Regions from separate parts of the Rattus norvegicus genome. Here region 1 is linked to region 2. Evidence: chromatin contacts called from public Hi-C data. All regions are on one chromosome and are shown on one strand. The core of a region is the stretch at or near the end of the contact, and the rest is flanking DNA. Distances in the headings are between cores, read along the strand shown. Region 1 holds the start of St8sia3 (ST8 alpha-N-acetyl-neuraminide alpha-2,8-sialyltransferase 3). Region 2 has its middle 55 kb from the start of Rpl31l7.

Region 1 (3,025 bases), core at 444-2,943, 170 kb after region 2:
CAGGGGTCTTTAGAGGGCACGAGATGGTCCCCTTTGTCATTGACAACAGAAGTACCGTGTTGCTGACCACGGCCACCTACTCAGTGAGAGAGCTTGCCCCATCCGTCTTCACATATTTAACTAGTATTCCCTCAAGATGAGACATTACTAGGGGAGAAGACATGGTCCTTGCTCTGCAGGAGCTCACAGCCCAAGAGGCCTTCCTTTTGGTGAATGTACCATTCCAAAGGCAGAGCATATAGGCTCTCCCACCTTCATAAAGGCATGAGGCCTCTTGGAGAAATCTCAACTTGCTTTATGGAAAAAGGTTCTCAAAGGCCAACGTCTCACCTTGACTGTCTTTCAGCAGTGCTTATTGACCAGCACAGGGACCACCAAACCATGGGTAAAGGCAGAGTAGAAGAGACCATAGTCTAACTGTGAAGAGCAAAGCTAAAGAAACAAATGAGTTTCCTCTGAGCATGACTGAAAGCTGACCGATGTGCATTTCTAATGGTTATTAAGATAGCGTGTGATGAGACAATATAATCAAGCAATACACATGTGTTTTCTTGCCACCCTCCAGTCAAACCTCTTTCACTTAGGTCTTGAACTCCCCCAAAAGCCGTTTTGTGCACTTATAATGGCCCTGGCTTCTGGGAACCTTAGGCCACCTAGCCCACCAGAAGCCTGTCCTAAAAATAAATCCTAAGTGTGAACAATAGAGACCCAGTCAGGTCTAACAGTTCCAAGCTTGATGCTGAAGTACATAGGCCAAGCACTGAGAGGAGCGTGAGGGACACAGTCGAACCTTCCACGCTGACTGTTTTAGGTAAGTATATAAGTAAAGAGCACGGTGAGATAGTCTAGAATATTCTCTAGAAGGTTTTTAGTGTTCCCAAGGCAGGCTAGCCCAGCTGCTGTTTAGATCTTCCTTGCAGAAAGGCTGCAGCAGGTGATGCCTGATGGAGATGAGAAAGCTTTTAAACGTTTGCCTTCCTAACAAAAAAAAAAAAAAAAAAAAAACCCTTCTCTTTGCATCTCTGAGAAGTACCCAGCCGGTGTTTATCCTCCACAGTAGCAAATCGGGTTGTTTATCCTTCTATTTCGTGATGTATTTTATAAAGTAATGAATGGTTCATTAAACTAAGTTTGGGCATCTGTCTCCCAACAGCCTCCTACCCAGCTGTACCCTTAGCGGGTCCTGGAGGCCATTGGAGTGGGCCTATTTCCCGTCCCACCCCCACCCCACCCCCAAGCCGCTTCCCCTCCTGCCCTCCCTCCTCCTCATCCCTCCCCTTGGTTATTTAGGAGATTAGAGTTCATTAATTAAATCCTGTGCTTAGATCGAACTGTAACACTATTCCAATCACATTTATCTTTCAGGCGGCGGTGGAGATGGCAACCTCGCTGGAAACGCGCGGGGGAGCCTGAGCCGGCAGCCGGAGACGCACTGCTCGGTGTACTCCATCGCCCGCCACGCCGCCGCGCAGACCCTCCATCTTCCTGCTCAGCTCCGGGCCAGGCTCAACCCTGCCCCGGGGTGGGGTAGGGGGCGGCTCCGACTTCTCCCGGGGCTCCAGGTCGTTCTCCACCCCCAGGCCCTCTGCGACTCAATTGCCTGGGTCCCCCCTCCCCCGCCACACACACTCACACGCGCCCGCGAGCACACACGCACGCACACAACACACTCACACGCCAGCAGGCTGCTGGCCGCTCAATGGACCGATTTCCCCGGTTTCCCTGAACCCAGCCTAGCCCGGAATGAGAAATTGCAAAATGGCCCGAGTCGCCAGTATACTAGGGCTGGTCATGCTCAGCGTGGCCCTGCTGATTTTATCGCTTATCAGCTACGTGTCCCTGAAAAAGGAGAACATCTTCACCACTCCCAAGTACGCCAGCCCGGGGGCGCCCCGAATGTACATGTTCCACGCGGGATTCCGGTGAGTGTGGGCCTCTGCTGGAGCGCCCTCGGGTATCTCGGGTCGATTGGTGTGTTGGGGAACCGTCAGAGAAGAGTGTTTGGGCTCCTCGGTAACTGCGTGGTCCTTTCATTCCTCCTTCTGTTTCTGCACTTTATATATATATTTTTTATCCCAAAGCCCCTAAAAGCCTTTGTCCTAATCGATGTGATTGAATTTCTCCCATTCTTCCTCTGCGTCCCCTCCCCCGTTTCAAAACTGGGGTGTTGGTGGTTGAGCGACAGGCGGTGTTTGGACAGCGGGAGTGGGGGTGTTGAACCCGGAGATGGGCAAGGTTTGAGGTGAGCGATCTGGCCGAGCACCAGCGGCGGACTCCGCAGGCCTGGCGGGGCGATCTAATGGCGCAGGCGCCGACTACACTCGCACCCCATCCCTCCCCCTCTTTCTCATCTAATGATGCGCAGGTTTATTCTCTTGAAGCCCCTAGGGGGTTCTTCCTCGACCCTTCCCCCGCTGCCACCCGCCCCCTCCTTTCCTAGATTTCTGCAATTCCTCAGCCCCTGCGGGAAACAAGCCTTCTGCTGAGGGCCGCCCACCCTGCCCGGGTCGAAGTCACCGCGGGGCGCAGCTCCGCACAGCTCATCCGGAGCCCCACCCCTACCTGTGCCCGCAAGGCGCTCTCCCCGCACCGCCTTCCGATGGGCGGGTGGCAACCACAAGCCGCACCCTGTGGGCCAAGCTGGGCCAGAGATGTGCAACCTGAAGATGTTGGGCCTGGACAGAAGAGCCCGGCTGCAGGCAGCCTCTGGGAGTCTCCAGCTAAAGGCTGAGGGTGAAATCAGACTTGGGCGTGGGAAGGAAAAGGTTAAGGCTGGAGCCCCCCAACCCCCACCCCTTTCGCCTGAGTCTCGAATTTCCTCTGCCCTTTCACCAAAAATCAATTCTCCGAGCCCGGGAGTGGCAGGGTCCGGTCGGAGGCTGCTGTCCGCGGTGCTGACTCGTAGTCCCGCTGAGCCGTGGACTGCAGCCCTGGGCTGGGCTCCGACCCTTGCTGTCTGAGTGACCGCCATCTTTCTTATGGTCTCACCTGCACCCGGAGGGCTAGACAATGGGGAAGAGTTTCC
Region 2 (3,159 bases), core at 50-2,549:
CCTTCATTTCTACCTACAGAACAGAAGAAGGCCCTGCAGTCAGGGAGGGAAGTCAAGGTTCAAATCCGACAAGGAAGGCAGAGTTTAGAAGGTTCCATTCTAAACCTGGAATGTTTGTCTTTGAAAGGGTGTGACTGTGTATCTTGCCAGAGTCTGATAGACCGAAACTATGCTGTGTTCATCTCCAAGTCTTCATGGCACCTAACAGATACTCAATAAACACAACAAATGCGATAAGCTAAGGTTGGAGTTAGAAGGTGAAGCTGGTACTTGAAGAGCTGAGGGTGAAGTCATCAATACTGAAAAACTGTCACCCATCTGGGAAACTGGTGATGCTTCCTGATACTCACGGAGCTACAGCTGTCTGAGCTGAGGAGAACACAAAGAGTTGTACACTCTAAACTGCTGGTGTTTGCTTTCCTTTATCCTCTACTGTTGATTATGAAGGAAGCAAAGTGGGCCTGACTTAGTCATGGTTTCTATTCCTGCACAAAACTTAATGACCAAGAAGCAAGTTGGGGAGGAAAGGGTCTATTCAGCTTACACTTCCATATTTGCTGTTCATCACCAAAGGAAGTCAGGGCTGTAACTCAAGCAGGTCAGGAAGTAGGAGCTAATGCAGAGGCCATGGAGGGATGCTTCATGGCTTGCTTCATGCTTACTGGCTTGCTTCCCCTGGCTTGCTCAATTTGCTTTCTTATAGAACCCAGGACCACCAGCCCAGGGATGGCACCACCCACAATGGGCTGGGTCCTCCCTCCTTGATCACTAATTGAGAAAATGTCTTACAGCTGGATCTCACGGAGGCATTTGTTCATCTGAGGCTCCTTCTTCTGTGGTAACTCCAGCTTGTGTCAAGTTGACACACAAAACCAGCCAGCACATTTGTAAAGGTTGAAAGGTGGGTACCACTGGCTTTTATTAGATTAAGTGGAAGGTTAAAGCAATACTACAGGACTTATCTGGCAAGTAAAGGTCAATTAGCTGTGCCGGAAGCATTAAAATATTCCTGTAATAGGGGAGCTTGAGTTTGTGAAAAGAAAATTTTAAAAAAATCTCAGACTTCATGGAATGGGAAAAAAAAAGATTTACCTTGTAATGGGCATAGAACTGGTGCTCAGGCAGATACCAAGGTTGGTGGGACTCCCCCTTGCTTTTGTGTGCCTTCCTTCTTAGAGTGGCTCTATCACAGTAGTCTACTGGAGCCTACATGTTGAAAAAGGTTCTGTCCAGAGCTTCAGCTAGACACATGACTGTGCGACTGTTCTCTGACACTGGAACCTCGTGTGTGATGGTTGCCAAATGTCACATTGTGGGTAAGTGGTAGAGCGATCACACTGAGGTCTGCTAATACAGAGCGTGGTTCTCATTCCACTGTATTAGGGGAGATCACACCTACAGAGGCAAAAGAATCCTTCCAGGAGTTTATCCCTGCTCTGCACCCCCACTGTATATCTGATCTGGAGGACTCGGGAATGATACTCAAAAGTTACATTTTAAAGAAGTCCTTCAGATGACCATGAGGTCGATGATTTCAATGTGTTGCACAACATGGTCTTAGGGTTGGAAACTGAAAGGAAAACTGACCAAGCATCCAGCTCTCTGTCCCCTGCCCCATATATTTAGTTTCAGAAACTCAGAGGTCAAAAAGGCTATTCTACCAATTCTTGGTTCTTGCTACAGGAGGTGGGGTGGTGAAAACAACTTTAGCTGAAAGTCCCTTCCCCTGGGGATAAAGAATTAATGCTACCTACTGTGGAAGGGACAGTTGGAGTAACCTGGAAGAATCTCCCAGAGGATGTGAGCTCAATGATCTCATTTGCAAGCACCCCATCCCAGACTCCTCTGAGGAAGCTGTTAGCATCATCTGCTTTCCTATTTGCCAGATAAAGGATAGGGTTCTTTTCTAATTCTAATCTGGTCTACTGGCACCAGCCAAAGCCTTTAAAGAACATTCTGGAATCTCAGTGTGCTCTTAGAAATACTAATAGAGCAGCTGGTGATGTGAGTATTGGGAAAGATAAGCAGAATTTTCATTGAAAACTTGGGGGAGGCAGAGCCCAACACTGGTTCTGAAGCCCCCTGCCTTTTCAGAGGAGGCTTAGGGGGGCTGACTGTGCTTTTGCTTTTAGTTATTTCTGTATTTCAAGCTGTATGTGCCAATCATCCAAGGAAATTAAAAATCTCAGAATGCCTTGTCTTCTATTCCAATAAATTATTTTAGACCAGCTGCAAGTCTGCTTGTCTTTCTGCTTCTTCAAACCCAAAGCTTAAAAACCTGTGTGCTTTTTTTTTCACTCCCCCATGTGATTTCTTTGTCTAGCTGAGAGGAAGAAGTGCTCCTATGAATTTTAATCTTTCCAGCATCCTTTTAAGGTGCTGTTTCTGGATAGTTAGTACATACTTCAGGGCAAGACATTCCTCTTTTGCTGTAGCTTCTTCAGGAACTAGAACAGAGATTCACAACCCTTTAAGGGGTCATATACCAAATATCCTGCATATCAGATACCTACATTATGATTCATAACAGTAGCAAAGTTACAGTTTTGAAGTAATGATGCTATGAAATTATTTAATCATTGGGGGTCACCATAACATGAGTAACTGTACTAAAGGATCATAGCATAAAGAAGGTTGAGATCCTTCACAACATGATCAGTAGAGAACCACTGACCTAGAATATTGTCCTTAAAAAATATTTATTCATAAAATATTCATTGGGCCTACTGTGGGCCGTAATGGGGGGCACTTGGTTATTCATCATGCATAATGCTAGTTGTGCAGACGCCTGGCATTTTATATATAAGATATATGTTAAATAGTAATGTAGGAATTAGGTAGCAACTGGAAAGATTGTGTTGCAATAGCTTGTCAAATCTATACTTACTGTGAGGATGAAGAAGAGTTCTTGTATGATTCCAGGATGTTTTAACTGAAAGGTGGGTCCTGAGCATCTGTCTGTGGAAGATGTAGCAGTGGGAGGGACGATGAAAGGGAGGAGAGAAAGCCTGAAGATGATTCTCCAGATAGGCAGAGGCCACACTCCATGTACGGTGTCAATCTTTGCTTGTGAAGCATTCCAGAACCTAAGGGTCTCTCCTTTTCACTTCTGTTTGAGAAGCCTCTGATGAATAGGACTGCACGGCAGGTTAGGAAACC

What was found. A called contact is a pair of places that touch in the nucleus more often than the background predicts.
Region 1: a contact with region 2 is called in a Hi-C map of liver, with 6 times the contacts expected there. The contact joins the promoter of St8sia3 here to the enhancer-like site in region 2. A contact is called at or near these places in 3 of 12 Hi-C or Micro-C datasets (kidney and liver).

What each region holds. Positions count from the first base shown.
Region 1 is chr18:60,022,862-60,025,886 of GRCr8, forward strand. It overlaps St8sia3 (ST8 alpha-N-acetyl-neuraminide alpha-2,8-sialyltransferase 3), which reads left to right and starts at 1,694. Exons shown (of 4, transcript NM_013029.2): 1 at 1,694-1,922. The coding sequence starts at 1,744.
Region 2 is chr18:59,856,247-59,859,405 of GRCr8, forward strand. No RefSeq gene overlaps it. Among named protein-coding and RNA genes, the nearest start is that of Rpl31l7, 55 kb to the left of the region's middle. Within about 2 kb of position 1,300, at least 1 of the 93 cell types and tissues checked has an H3K27ac peak or open chromatin away from gene starts, as enhancers often do. A contact at or near this core is called in liver, where this site is marked.